Linked DNA regions of Mus musculus: regions 2, 3 and 4 are each linked to region 1. A link is a contact called in public HiChIP or PLAC-seq and promoter capture Hi-C data. All regions are on one chromosome and are shown on one strand. Each heading gives the region's core, a stretch centred on a gene start, on an enhancer-like site or on the middle of the called end of the contact. The rest is flanking DNA. Distances are from core to core; before and after follow the strand shown. Region 1 holds the start of Sgf29 (SAGA complex associated factor 29). Region 2 holds the start of Bckdk (branched chain ketoacid dehydrogenase kinase). Region 3 holds the start of Setd1a (SET domain containing 1A). Region 4 holds the start of Fbxl19 (F-box and leucine-rich repeat protein 19).

What was found. Promoter capture Hi-C pulls out the DNA fragments that hold promoters and counts their contacts. HiChIP or PLAC-seq counts read pairs in DNA pulled down with a chosen protein or histone mark.
Region 2: a promoter capture Hi-C map of neural stem cells shows a contact between it and region 1. The contact joins the promoter of Bckdk here to the promoter of Sgf29 in region 1. A contact is called at or near these places in 4 of 39 promoter capture datasets (erythroid cells, liver and neural stem cells) and 1 of 9 other capture datasets (macrophages).
Region 3: a contact with region 1 is called in an H3K27ac HiChIP or PLAC-seq map of double positive thymocytes, with 7 times the contacts expected there. The contact joins the promoter of Setd1a here to the promoter of Sgf29 in region 1. A contact is called at or near these places in 3 of 39 promoter capture datasets (liver and pre-B cells), 1 of 484 Hi-C or Micro-C datasets (B cells), 3 of 115 datasets of contacts at active chromatin or transcription factors (double positive thymocytes, pancreatic cancer cells and thymic regulatory T cells) and 2 of 9 other capture datasets (adipose tissue and liver).
Region 4: a promoter capture Hi-C map of liver shows a contact between it and region 1, with 3 times the contacts expected there. The contact joins the promoter of Fbxl19 here to the promoter of Sgf29 in region 1.

Annotation. Positions count from the first base shown.
Region 1 is chr7:126,647,741-126,651,099 of GRCm38.p6, forward strand. It overlaps Sgf29 (SAGA complex associated factor 29), which reads left to right and starts at 1,569. Exons shown (of 10, transcript NM_029339.3): 1 at 1,569-1,737.
Region 2 is chr7:127,902,446-127,905,804 of GRCm38.p6, forward strand. It overlaps Bckdk (branched chain ketoacid dehydrogenase kinase), which reads left to right and starts at 1,628. Exons shown (of 12, transcript NM_009739.3): 1 at 1,628-1,724; 2 at 2,318-2,680; 3 at 2,777-2,845; 4 at 2,925-3,035; 5 at 3,304-3,351. The coding sequence starts at 2,486.
Region 3 is chr7:127,775,753-127,779,111 of GRCm38.p6, forward strand. Setd1a (SET domain containing 1A) reads left to right here and starts at 1,637. Exons shown (of 19, transcript NM_178029.3): 1 at 1,637-1,761; 2 at 2,361-2,525; 3 at 2,754-2,849. The coding sequence starts at 2,376.
Region 4 is chr7:127,745,011-127,748,369 of GRCm38.p6, forward strand. It overlaps Fbxl19 (F-box and leucine-rich repeat protein 19), which reads left to right and starts at 1,765. Exons shown (of 11, transcript NM_172748.2): 1 at 1,765-2,127; 2 at 3,240-3,359. The coding sequence starts at 3,264.

The sequences.
Region 1 (3,359 bases), core at 319-2,818:
GTCTTCTAAATGCCACTAGCTTTTCCATGTAGTCCAAGATCACCTTCCCAGAGAACGGTGCTACCTACAGTGGCTGGGCCTTCTGTATGAATTAACATGGTAACGTGGTAGTGCACTCCTATAATCCTATATAATCCATTAGACAATTCCCTATAGCTAGGTCTGTCTGGGAAATTCCTCAGTGAAGACTGCATTGTCCAGTGGCTCTAGGCCCTGTCAAGTTGTTAAAATTAACCAGGACAACTGACTAGACATACAGATTCAATGAAAGAAAATTATTTTTTCAAACTGTAAAAAGTATGTGTCTCCGTGTGGGTATGTGCACGTGAGTGCAGGTGCCAGAGGACAGCACATCAGTACCCTTGGGGCTGGAATTGCAGATCGTTATAAGCCACTACTGTAGGCACTGGGAACTGAACACGGGCTCTTTGCAAAAGCAGTACATGTTTTTGATTGCTCGGCATCTCCCCAGACTCATTCATATACATACACACACACACACACACACACACACACACATATATATATATATGTATACACACACACACACACACACACACACATATATATATATATATATATATATATATATATATATATATATATATATATATATACATTAATTTCTTTGCTAGTCTAGGGGCTAAAATAGTTTCAGTGTTAAAATGTAAGGTTTCCTAATAGAAAAATATCTGATAGCTTGTTGTATGCCAGGCACAGTGCTATGTACTGGGAATGTCTAATGATCTTGACCTTATAGCATTTGTAATTCTATCAGAGAATAACAATATGTAATTATAAACTTTAAAAGATTTTCAAAAATATTTTTATTCTATGTCCAGGCGTATGTATATGTGTATGTGCACCTGTGCAGTGCCCTCAGAGGCCAAAAGAGGGCATTAGATCCCTTGGAGCTGGAGTTACAGGCAGTCTGAGCCAGCTGACCCAAGTGCTGGCATTCTAATTCTGGTCTTCACGATTGAGCAGTACTTGCTCTTAACCACCAAACCATATTGATTTTTTTAGGTGTTATGTACGAAATATTAGGATAGTTAGGGTGGGAGCAGTCCCTAGGGACTGAGCCCGGGACCATGCTAAGCAAGTGTCCTACCACTGCACTAACTGGGCAGGCATCCACAGGGTAGGTATCCAAAGATGTAGCTAAATGTTTGCATGTCCAAATCTTTTATTTGCTGGGAAGATTCTGTAAAATACAAGTACTAAACCTAAAACTGCTTATTTGGAATTTAAAAATATTTTCAGATACATTTTAAATTCACGGCAAATTTCAGCTTAAAGTACAGAGTTCTCATCTGCGTCCTGGGGCCCTCCCTCCTCATCCCCAACAATCTGATGTGGTTTTGTTGTTGTTTTCTTCTGGTGCAGAGGATCCGCTCCCATCACCTTTCACATGCGAAGCGAGGCTTCACGCATGCTTTTCTGTTCCTTTGACTCTGATCTATTAAATCATGATTAAGTACATCAAAGCACAGGTGTCGAAGTAAGAACTACGTTTCCCAGAGTGCAATGCAGCACGTCACAGAGAAGTACCCGGCATGCGCAGAGGAGTCCTCCGCGCTCGACCGCGCTCATAAGAGAAACAGCGTGTGTGGTTCTTGACGCGCCGCGAACCTTCGAACGCAAGTGCGAGACTACCCTGTGAGGAAACGTTCCAGGGATTCGCCTGTTCCCGCCATCGCAGTTACCAGCGCGACGTGCTGTTTCTTCCTGTGCTCGGTAGGTGGGACGGGGCCATGGCAAGGTACCTCCAAGCAGCGCGGGAACGAAAGGCCAGCGTTCCTGCCCGGCGCCCGGCTCGCCGAGGCGGCGTCTGAGGAGACGCGCACGCGCCCTGGACGGGAAGGGGGCGGGGCTGTGGGAGCCGGCGCCCTGGGGCTTGCGCGTGCGCCCTACCTCTCTGAAGAGGTGGGAAGCGGCTGGAGCTGGCTAGTCTAGATGCCGGCAGCTGATGTGAGTCCCAGACATCAGCACATTTTACTACTTTCTCAAAAGCTTAGTTTTTGGTAGCCCAACCTGGCCGTGAGATCGCAGTCCTCCTCCCCCAATCCCGAGTGCTGAGATTACAGACTGCACATGCTCTAAAGGTGTCCATTTTCACAACAGTAACTTCATCCACTCTCCAGCTCACTCTTGTGTTGGCTGACACATGTATCCTAGGACGTCTGCGTCTACTCATCAGCACCTTCCCCTACCTGTCAATGTTCAGCTTTCTCTAGGGAGGCTTTGACTCATGCTGTTTCACAGAAACAGCTCTAACAAAGCCACCTTGACTTCTGGATTCCGAAGTTCAGTGATACAGGATTGGTAGCATCCTCTTTCATTGCCTCGGTTCTCCTCTAAAGAACTCCTGCTTCCATTGCTTCATCTTTAACGGTTGTACCATCAAAATACATAAACCCTTCTTCATCTTGCCTTTCTTTCTGTTCCCTCCTTGGACATTGTCTATTTCACACTTTAAATAAAAATAAAATTTATTTTGGTGCTCTCGTTTCTATCTTGTAAAAATATTTGGTGTGTGTGAAGGCAGGCATGTTCATTCCATGGCACTTTTGTGGAGGTCAATTGACAGCTTTCAGGAGTTCTCTCCTTCCATCATGTAGGCTTCTAGGATGGAACTCGGGGTATCAGGCTTGGCACAAGCACTTGAATCTGCTGAGCTATCTCACTGGCCCTCAAATTTACATCTTGTAGATCAGTATAATGTTGTGGTGTTAGAATCCACAGGGAAAGACCAAATCTTAGGCTCAATTCAAATTTAGATGAAATGGATTTCTTTTATTTATTACTGCTAGGCAGTAGGCAGTAATAGGCAGAAGGATGTCAGCCTTAAAGCCAAACAGCATGCCATGTGGTGTGGAGGGATCCAAAGGAAGGAAGGGGGCTGGAGAGATGGCTCAGCAGTTAAGAGCACTGACTGCTCTTCCAGAGGTCCTAAGTTCAATTCCCAGCAACCACATGGTGACTCACAACCATCTGTAATGGGATCTGATGCCCTCTTCTGGTGTGCATGAAGACAGTGACAGCGAAATAAATAAGTCTTTAAAAAAGTTAAAGGAAGGAAGGGTTATAAAGGTAGATAGCAACGGTGACTCTTACAATTAATTATCTATAGAATCCATAGCTGGGCCAGGTCATTGTTTTTCTCCCCATGTTGTTTCTCTTTCCCATTGTATAGTAATAAAACACTTCTTCATCCCAGTCCCACAGATAAGCAAGTTTACAAACGCAGAAAGCAGGAACACAATTATCTTATTCTTATCTTGCCTGCAGGGCAAAGATAAGAAGGCCCTGAAGGGTTGACTGCCTGGTACCATAAATCTCTCTGGCCATCACAGGGG
Region 2 (3,359 bases), core at 378-2,877, 1.3 Mb after region 1:
ACACTTTAAACCTAGGGTTTCTGCTTGCTATAAGTACTCTAATATCGCTATATCCCCCAAATCCTCCTGAAGACAGGAACAGTGTACTCACATTAAATAAATAAATAAATAAATAAACAAAATAAATCTTTTTTTAAAAAGAAGAAGAAAAGAAATCACTACATACACTCTGAAAAATCTCCTCTGATCATCTTTCTGCTTAATTGTCTTCTCTGATCTTTTTGCTATTTGGTCCATCTTCTCAATCGCTACAGCCAGAGGGGTCTAAGGCGAAGGATAAAACCTATAGTGAATTTACATGTGGTGGCACTTGCCAGTAAACTGAGACTGAAGTAGGAAGGATCAGATTGCTGGGCTGAGGCAGGAGAGTTGTAGGGCCAGTCTGTCTACCATAGTGAAATGCACTTATTTGAGTCTCAAAACACCAACCAAAACCAAACCAAACCAAAACGGTGGTTTTTAATTCCACAGCACAAATAACAGACTACATTCAGGAGCTGTTGGCCACTCCGTGAATCCCTTCCCTCCCGAATTCCATACTGCTCTGGTCATCCTGGCAGATCATGCAGGCTGTTCTGTAACCTCGCCATGCATCCTCCTCACCAGGCCATGCTCCACTCTTCCTGTACCTGTACACACCCTGCACCTGGCTCTCCCCCAATCTTCTGTGAGGGCCCCTAGCACAGCTCTCAGGCTCAAACTGTCTTCTTCCTCGGAGGAGATGCCTCTTTATTTGAAACACCCTACCTCTCCTGTCACCTAATCATATTAATTTGCAGACAGGTAGAAATAGTAACACTCACGCCAATTCCACACCCAACACTGTTCCAGGCATTTTGAATAGGTAAATTTGCATAGTCTACGGAGTTCGAAGATTAATACATCCTCATTTTGCCAATACCATAATTAGAGCACTGAGAAATTGGCTGACTTTCCTCGGGTGTAAGGGAGCTGAGATAGAGTTTGAACCAGACCGACTGTGAATGGGCTAGGAGCTTGAAAGATGAGACCTTAAAAAGCAGGCAGGGTCTTTTTTTGTTTGTTTGTTTTGTTTTTCGAGACAGGGTTTCTCTGTATAGCCCTGGCTGTCCTTGAACTCACTTTGTAGACCAGGCTGGCCTCGAACTCAGAAATCTGCCTGCCTCTGCCTCCCAAGTGCTGGGATTAAAGGTGTGCCACCACGCCCGGCTATTTTGAACACATTTAAGGATTTTTGGTGCTCTCTAGCATTTTGCTACAGGGGAGCTTATTTTATTTATTTATTTATTTATTTATTTATTTATTTATTATATATAAATACACTGTAGCTGTCTTCAGACACACCAGAAGAGGGAGTCAGATCTTGTTACGGATGGTTGTAAGCCACCATGTGGTTGCTGGGATTTGAACTCTGGACCTTTGGAAGAGCAGTCGGGTGCTCTTACCCACTGAGCCATCTCACCAGCCCCGGGAGCTTATTTTATACAGTGGAAGACCGAGTCGATGATAAACTACTGATAACTTTGGAACCAATGCTACTCATTTGAAGGCTTAAGGGAGAACAGGGCAGGAAGACAGGAGCCCTCATAAATTCTTGTGGTCAAACTACAACTCCCAGGAGGCACTGGGCAAACACAGCCCGCGCGATGTTACAGCCGGGGAGGGCGAAGGCGGGCTCGGCTAGCCGAGCGGGTCGACTGCTCCCGCGGTTCCGCTCGAACCCGGGCCCAGCGTCTGGCCTCGCGGTAAGTGGAATAACTCACAGTAACTCACACAGACCCCCTCCGGCGGACGCTCGGCAGCATAGCTCCTCAGCGTCCACCTCTGACAGCAATGCGCATGGGCCGAGGCTGGCATCTACCATATGGGGGGGACCCTGCCCAGACTAAGTGACCCAGCAGAGGGGGGAGCTCCAGTGGGGAACTCTGGGACCGCAGTTTTGCTGCATGAACCCTGTTCTTCTGTGCGCTATTCTTGTTGCAGGGACGCAGGCCAGTCTTAAAAGACTTAAGTCCCCTAACACCGAGTAGGGGGTCAAATCCAGCCCCTAAATGGGGCTGTCCAGAACCTGAGGAAGCTGGGGAGAGGTTTTATGGGTAGAATGAACTGGAGATTGCCCCACCCGCTTCCCCGAGTGTGCACACAAGCCTTTAGGTTGTTCTACATAGAAGAGTAGAACACCTGGAATGTGTTGTCCAACCTCAGCCTGATTGTATCGCGGGAGGTGGTGGTTGTGAGGGCTGGACAGGATTGTCCAGATCCACTGGTGTGCACGTGGAGAAGTAGTGCAAACCATCTGGATTCGGATCCTTAAAATCTCTTTCCACCACTCCAATAGATGGAAGCTGCTGTGCGGGCGCTGAGCACGTCTGCATCCTCGAGGGAACCACAACCCTGAAATCCGGAGAAAATCCCGCCCACCCACTTTCTCTTTACTCCCACTTTGGGGTCACCATTGCCTGTCGGGTGCTATAGTGTCACCCTAGTTCAACAAAGTAGCAGGACAATGATACTGACTTCAGTGCTGGGCAGCGGCCCTCGGAGCTGGTCTTCACTTTGGCCCCTCTTGGGGTCCTCACTGTCACTCCGGGCTCGCTCAACATCAGCCACCGATACACACCATGTAGAGCTGGCCAGGGAACGCTCCAAGACTGTCACCTCTTTTTACAACCAGTCAGCCATTGATGTGGCAGCAGAGAAGGTGACTCACAGAATAAGTCTTATGGGGAAGGGCTGAGCTAAAATGGGTTGGCCTGGTTTTGAATATCTGGTGCTCAAAGTGCGTCTTCCCTTTTAGCCCTCAGTTCGCCTCACTCCCACCATGATGCTCTATTCCGGTCGCTCACAGGATGGCAGCCACCTTCTGGTAAGGTTCTCTCTTTCCTTCTCTGCCCCAGGGGTTCTTTCTAGCCAGCTGCTTAAGCCCTTCCCTCTTTTTCTTACAGAAAAGTGGCCGCTACTTGCAGCAAGAGTTACCAGTGAGGATTGCTCACCGCATCAAGGGCTTCCGTAGCCTTCCTTTCATCATTGGTTGCAACCCTACCATACTGCATGTGGTAAGGCGGAGGGGACCTTCTGTCAGTATGCACACTGCCAACAAGGCAAATGGGGGAGGGAGCCCAGGCCTGCTGAAAGGTATCAGGTCTGGATGGGACTAAGCCTCAAACATCAGAGGGCAAGATTACATATTCATGAGAGCTGGAAGGGTCTGTTGGGGCTTGGAGCTTACTAATTGAGTTGAGTTGAGCATTGATCCCTATGGGTACTGTTTTCTACTTAAGTGTCTATGGCAGCCCTGTGAATTCCCATACTTACTCCATACAGCACGAGCTATACATCCGGGCCTTCCAGAAGCTGACAGACTTCCCTCCGGTGAGGCT
Region 3 (3,359 bases), core at 387-2,886, 1.1 Mb after region 1:
AGGCATCTTCAGCTCAGAAGCCTTGGCAAGAGTGCAGTTCTTCCAGAGACCAGAGAGCCTGTATTCATTCGCTGGATGAAAAGGGTGTTGAACCTTGGGACGATCTCAGTTTTGGGTTCCCAAGTGAAGCTTGAACGAGGTCTGTCCTTAAGTTTCGCAGCGGGATCCTATGAGCATAGGTAGCCCTTGCCTAAAAACTGCTCAAGAATAACCGGGTTACATCAGACCTTTACTTTTTATAGGATCTACTTAAGGGTCTTTATGTTTCTTTTAAGCTCAACAGAACCCTGATTTTAACCACTGAACATTTTTTTTTTTTTTTTTTTTTTTTTTTTTTTTGAGACAGGGTTTCTCTGTGTAGCTCTGGCTGTCCTGGAACTCACTCTGTAGACCAGGCTGGCCTCCAACTCAGAAATCCACCTGCCTCAGCCTCCCAGGTCCTGGGATTAAAGACGTGTACCACCACTGCTCGGCTCAGAAGGAACATTTTAAAACTAGCCCAAGGGAGGTGTAACTAGGGTACTGGCCTAACACGCAGAAAGCCCTGAGTTAGATCTCCCAGCATGCTATAAACCGGTTATGGTGTGCACACCTGTAATTCCGGTACTCAGGAAATAGAGGCAAAAGGATCTGGAGTTCGAGGCCATCCTCCGTTATATAGCAAGTTCGATGTCATGCTGTCTGAAAAACAACAGGAGCCCGAATATAAAAGCGGGAAGGAACCGATCATTTCACTCTGTGCGTCGGTAGGCAAAGCGCCTGAGTCACCCCTCCTGGTTGTATTTTTCCACCTCCCACCCCTCCCAGGTTTTGGTGGATTCTAAGGGAAGCAGCCCGTTACGCCGGGCTCCGCACGCCTGGCCACGCCTCTCTCGTTAGCCCCGCCCACAACCGGATCGGCAGATTCGCTACCCGACTCCTTAGGATTATTTGGGCAGCTTTTCTTGTCTGAAAATTTTCAGGAAACGCCGAGAAGACTTCTTCCTTGTAACCATTTCGCACTAAGTAGGAAGTGTGCTGTTCCTTGAGTCGTTCTACTGAAAAAAAAAAAAATCCAGGACTAGAGGTCGACTCTGCCAACAGGGCTTGGCGAGCCAGGCGTCATTTTCTTGACTCTACAGCAGGTGAGAAGAGGTGACGGCCAAAGCCCAGGACGGTGGCGAATCTGCACTGCAGCCTCATAGGCATTCGGGCTGCGCAAGGAAGGGGCAGGGAAGAGGAGCCGAGGAGCGCGCATCCTGTCCACTCATTCGCCCCGCCCGCCTCGCGAATCTGCGTCGTTGGACGCGCCACTCAAATCTCCCGAGCTCTGGCTGGCGTCCTCCCCCTCGCTCCGCCCCCTTCCCTCAGGGGCTCGTCGCAGCTTTCGTCGCCGCCGATTCGCCAGGAACCCCAAGGCCGGAGCAGCTGGATCAGGGTGGTGCGGTCCACTCTCCGGGGAATGCGGCCCATCTTCAGGCTCCCTGGGCTACAACTCCCGAGCCTCGCAGGGCGCCGGCCGAGGCAAGGCCGCTACCCTCGGCCCCGTGGATCGCTCCGCAGTCCTTGTAGCGAAAGTGCGGATGCAGACGCTGTGCCCGCTGGGCCTCGCGCAGGTGGCGGTGGTGTTTGGTGCGCGCGCCGGGGAGGTGGTGGTGGGGGGGCGCCGCCGCCGCCACCGCTGCGGGGCCGGGTCTCGCGCTGCCGCCGCCGCCGCCGCCGCCTCACGCCGCTGAGGTGCTGCGCGCGGTGGGGGGAGGGTGAGCCGCTCGCCACGAGCGGGTGAGTAGGGCCCCGGCGCGCGTGCGCGCCGACGGGGTGGGGGGGGTGGACGACACCGAACGCGCCCGGGCGGGAGGAGAGGGCAGCGGCGCGCGTTACCTCCCCCCACCCCCCCGCCTGGATTCAGGGACCGAAGCTGGGTCTCAGATTCGGTCTCGCGGTGTTTCCAACGCCCCGAAGAGGTGCCACCTCTGGTTCGGAGGATCGGGGCGCGGGGACGCGAGCGGCTGTGTGGGAGCGGGAGCGGGGCTCGGCCCGGGCCGCTTGGCCGGTGAGGAGGCGGGAGGGGGCGGGGCCTGCGAGGGGACGGGGGAGGGGTCTTGCGTGGAGGCCAAGTGGGGCGCGCTGGGGAGAGCGGGAAGGTAAGGGGGCGCGAGATGGGCCTGGGCCCTGAGGGTAGAATTGGGGATGGAGAGGAATGGAGTGCCATAGTGAGCCCAGCTCCTCAGGGCAAGATCTGAGGGAGCCACGGGTCATGCTGAGGTGTCGGGGACTGGACTGATGTGAGACCCTGGAATCGGGGCTAGACATTGAGGGGACAGCAAGGGAGTCAGGCCTAAGTCGTGGACTCCCATTCCGTATCCCTCTTTTCCTGACAGTGTAAATGAGCAAAGATGGACCAGGAAGGTGGGGGAGACGGGCAGAAAGCCCCGAGCTTCCAGTGGCGGAACTACAAGCTCATAGTGGATCCTGCTTTGGACCCTGCTTTGCGCAGGCCTTCCCAGAAGGTGTACCGCTATGACGGAGTCCACTTCAGTGTCAGTGTGAGTGCCCTCGAGCCTTTCTTGACTTATTTGGACCTCCAATCTCCCCTCCCCGCTTCCCCCTGTTCAGTATTCAACACCCAGACTTCCTATACCTGTAGTTTGGTTTTTTGAGAATGAGCAAGCTCTCCCAGCTCTTCTGTATGTTGGCTTCTACATGGGCTTTATAGAGTCAGTAGGCTGGTGAATTTTCAGCCTGGTTTCATCTCTTCCTGCTTTCTTTGTTAGGACTCAAAGTATACCCCCGTGGAAGACCTCCAGGACCCCCGCTGTCATGTCAGGTCCAAAGCCAGAGACTTTTCCCTCCCGGTTCCTAAGTTTAAGGTGAGTGCCTGCTGGTCTCCCTGCATGTTGGTCCTTGGAGAGTGTCAAGGACCCTGGGCTTCACACAGTCTACCAAAGTGTTTATTCCGAAGGAACTATGACAGCCAGATCTCATTGCTTTTTGTGTCTGTGAGACTGAGATGTTTTGGACAGAAGGTATACATGTATAGCTGAGGTGACTCTAGTATATATCTGGTGACAAGGGTATTGATGTCTGGAAGGATGAGGTATGGGTGGGTATTCTGAAGCCTTGTGACAGTGGGATAGCCAAGTTATTCAGCAATTAAGGATGCTGCTAAGACCACTGTGCACTTGGAGTTGTGTGTTCTTGCTGTCATTGTGTGTGCTCCTCTGTCCTGTCTGTACGAGCAGCTTGCTTCCCTACTGTAATAAGATATTCTTCAAACTTCGGACTGTCTCGAAAATTGGTAGTTCTTTGTCTCCTCCTAATTTTGTTTTTGTTTTCTTTTACTGATTATTGGTAAAGTAAGTTGTGCAGTGGCTTCACCC
Region 4 (3,359 bases), core at 515-3,014, 1.1 Mb after region 1:
GTCGCGACAATATTGGTTATGGTTTGCGTTCTTTTAAAATATGAAATCTTCACGATCCGAAAAGGCGGACATTCTATATTCCCAGGTCACTCCGATGTTTCTCTCTCCCGCACTGATTCCCACAGGTGACATCAATTCTCCGCCACTGGAGAATGAAAACTTGGGACTACATTTCCCTGCAAGCCCTTTAGAAAAGGAGGCCAAGAGCAAAGAGACTTTCCGTTTCCGTCCGCTAGCAATTTGGCGTGTTCACGGTGATACATATTTCAACAGTAGCGTCCTTTCTCTGTACAACTAAAGCAGAGACTACATAACCCACCAGGTACCGGCACCGAGGGGCAAGCGACTAGGTTGCCATCTCTGTAGTAGTCCTCTCCTACACATCCGCCGAGAATAGTATTAGCGGTTGGACTACAAATCCCATAGCATCATGTGCTCCTTCACCCTCCATCTTTGTGGTAGTCCCCGCCCCGCTCACTTCCATTGTCTCGACAGAAGATAAAGAGGGGAGCGAGGAAGACTACAATTCCCGTCTGGCTTTGCATCATCGAGTGCGGGATTTTGATAGTTCAGGCGGGCGAGGAGCTCCAAGTGGTAGAATGAAGCAGCCAGGAAAGGTTAGGTATCCTGCCATCTTTACGGTAGTCTCTTTATCCTCCCGGTTCTGGCATTCTTAAAGGAACATAGGAAGGCTAGAAAACTACTATTCCCATCCCACTTCATAAGATCGACTTATTAGGTGTACGCCCCTCGATCGCCATCTTGCTTGTAGTCCTCGTTTCTTTTCACCTTTCCATTGTTCCTGATGAGTAGAAATGGCAGCGGGAAGGCAGCAGCTGGACTGCGACTCCCGTCAGGTACCACACGCGCGGAGGGTTGTGGACCAGAGGGCGTGTGAGTGCCTGGAAAGGAGGTCGGGTCGGGGGAAAAGGCCATCTTGCTTGTAGTCATTCTTCCCGCTCCTTCTCTATGTCCTGCTACGGGGAGTCTCGGGTCAACTGGACTATAATTCCCGCCATGCTCGGCTTCCAGCGTGGCATCCTTCTCGCCATCGTATTTGTAGTACCGGCTGGCCCTTGTGTCCCACTTTTCCCACGATAGTGCTAGAATTTGGAGAACTACAACTCCCGTCGTGCTTTGCACGCGCTCGTCCTGGAAAGTAAAGGTGGTGAAGGAAGGAGGGAGAAGGGGGCGGGGTTCCTCTGGGAGAAGGAGGGAGTAAAAAGGAGGAGGAGGTGGGAAGAAGGGAGGGAAGAGGGAGGAGAGGAGGAAGGAGGAAGGAGCTGAGGAGGGATGAGAGCGGCGACCTGGGCCCAGGGCCGAAGCAGCGCGAGGCTAGGGGAGTAGGGGTGCTAAGACATCCCAACTGCCCCCACCCCCTTCCTGCCTCTGCCCCATCCTTTCCTTATACCCTCCCATTTTAGGAGTGGATTTATTCAAATTTTATTTAAATCTTTATATCTTGAGGGTCGCGCGTTTGAAGGGGGGAGGGCGGGGGCGCGTGCAGGCTGGGGGGGGCGGGGCCGGAGCAGCTTCCTTCACCCCCCTCTGCGCGCCCTGTCTCTGTAGGTCAGGGGGCCGCAGTACAGGGGCGGACCCAGGGGAGGGGGGCAGGTTGCAGCGACCCCCCCCTCCCCGGGAACCGGCGGTGGGCGGGGTTTGAACCCCGGAAACGGTGGGGGGCCCCTGGTCTTTCCCTGGACCCCTGGGCAGTTGGAGCTGGGAAGGGGCCAGTTAAGGGTCGGGGGCTTTGGGGAAAGGTGGGGGTGGGGAGCTGAGACTCATACCCGGGACTGAGTGGGGCCCGGGCAAAAGCTGAGCACCCTGCGCCCGAGGAGCCCCCGTTGGCCTGGGGGGGCTGAGGGACTGAGCCCCCCAGAGCAGGACCTCCCCCTGGAAGGGCCGCGCCGCAGCCCGTGGGAGGGCCTCGCCCCCGGCGCTCCCCATCTCCACTCGCTGCTGTCCCGGCCTCCGCCGGAGGGAGGGGCCGAGCGCCCTCGGGGGGCCGTGGACCCCGGCGTTCTGAGCGTTCAGCGCCCCGCGCCGCCCGGCCCCCCCGCCGCCGATGGCCGCCGACCCGCCGGGAGCTGCCGAGAAGGGAGAGATGGCTCCCGGGACACGTGTGAGGTGGGTTCATGCGGCTCCTCCTCACCCCCAGACCTGGGCAGCTCCCACTCCCATTCATCCTCAGCCTGGCCTCTCCCTTCCTTCCCCGCCCCCAGCCTCACCCTCCCTTTGCTCCAAACTCCTTCTCCAACCTTCTCTCCTATAACCTCCAACCCCAGGGAAGTGGCCTTCCTTCCCCGACCCTGCTGCCCCTTGCAGACCTCCCCCTCCACCCCGCCTCCAGTCGCCGCCCTCTAGGCCCCTCCCCCGGAGTGCTGGAGGGCCCCATACCCTGTGGATGGTCTGGAAGTCCTTGGAAAGGGAGAAGCCTGGGGGAAGCAGGTCTAAGACTGATTGGGAAGAGACCCCCCCAGGCTTGCTGAGTCCATGTGGGATTTCAGAGGATCTGGTTTCCAGGGGCAGGAGAGCCCCAGGGATTCCAGACAATTAGGGATGAAAAGCAGGCTGGTAAGATGTGAATGGGGGCGGGAAGACCTAAAGCCGAGCCCACCTTGAATTTTGTTGAGATGTTAGGGCAACTTGTAGAATCCTAGGGAGTCTGGGAGATTACCCAGATTGCCTGAGGGATCCTATTGGATAATTTGGAGCCCCCAAGGACTTGTGTGTGGGCTGAGAGGGGACACTAAGCATTTCAGGGGTGTCAGCCCGGGGAAGTGGAGAGCACACACTGGGTCACTAGAAATGGAGTGGGTCTGGCTAGAGTACCAAGGTTTGAAAGGTTTGGATGACTAAGTACCCACGTGAGAGAAGGGAGAGGGGAAAGAGTGTGGTGCATGCCCCTGGAATCTGGAGGTAAATCAGTGAGGGAATGGGGGGTGTGGGTAACAACAGGTATGAGTTGAAGCTCCCTCAGGTAATGCTACAGATCTGAAGCCTTTTCCAGGAACCTGGGCTTGGGATGTTAGAGGAGGGGCCTCAGTGTCCCTCCTTCCAGCAGGCGGGAGGTCTTGAGGGAGTGGCCCTCTGCTCAGGACACACACTAAAAGGCTGACCTTCTCTGAGGGTAGAAACAGAAGCTCTGCCCCCATCAGAGGTGTAGTGAGCTTGCGGCCAGGAGACTCTCAGGCCAGGCTTTGCAGGCCTCTCTGACCTTACCAACCATCTGCCTACAGCCCTCGGCGTTGCTGACGCCCCCAATGTCGTCGAGCAGCCGGGGACCGGGGGCCGGAGCGCGCCGACGCCGAACCCGCTGCCGTCGTTGCCGGGCCTGTGTGCGAACTGAGTGCGGGGAC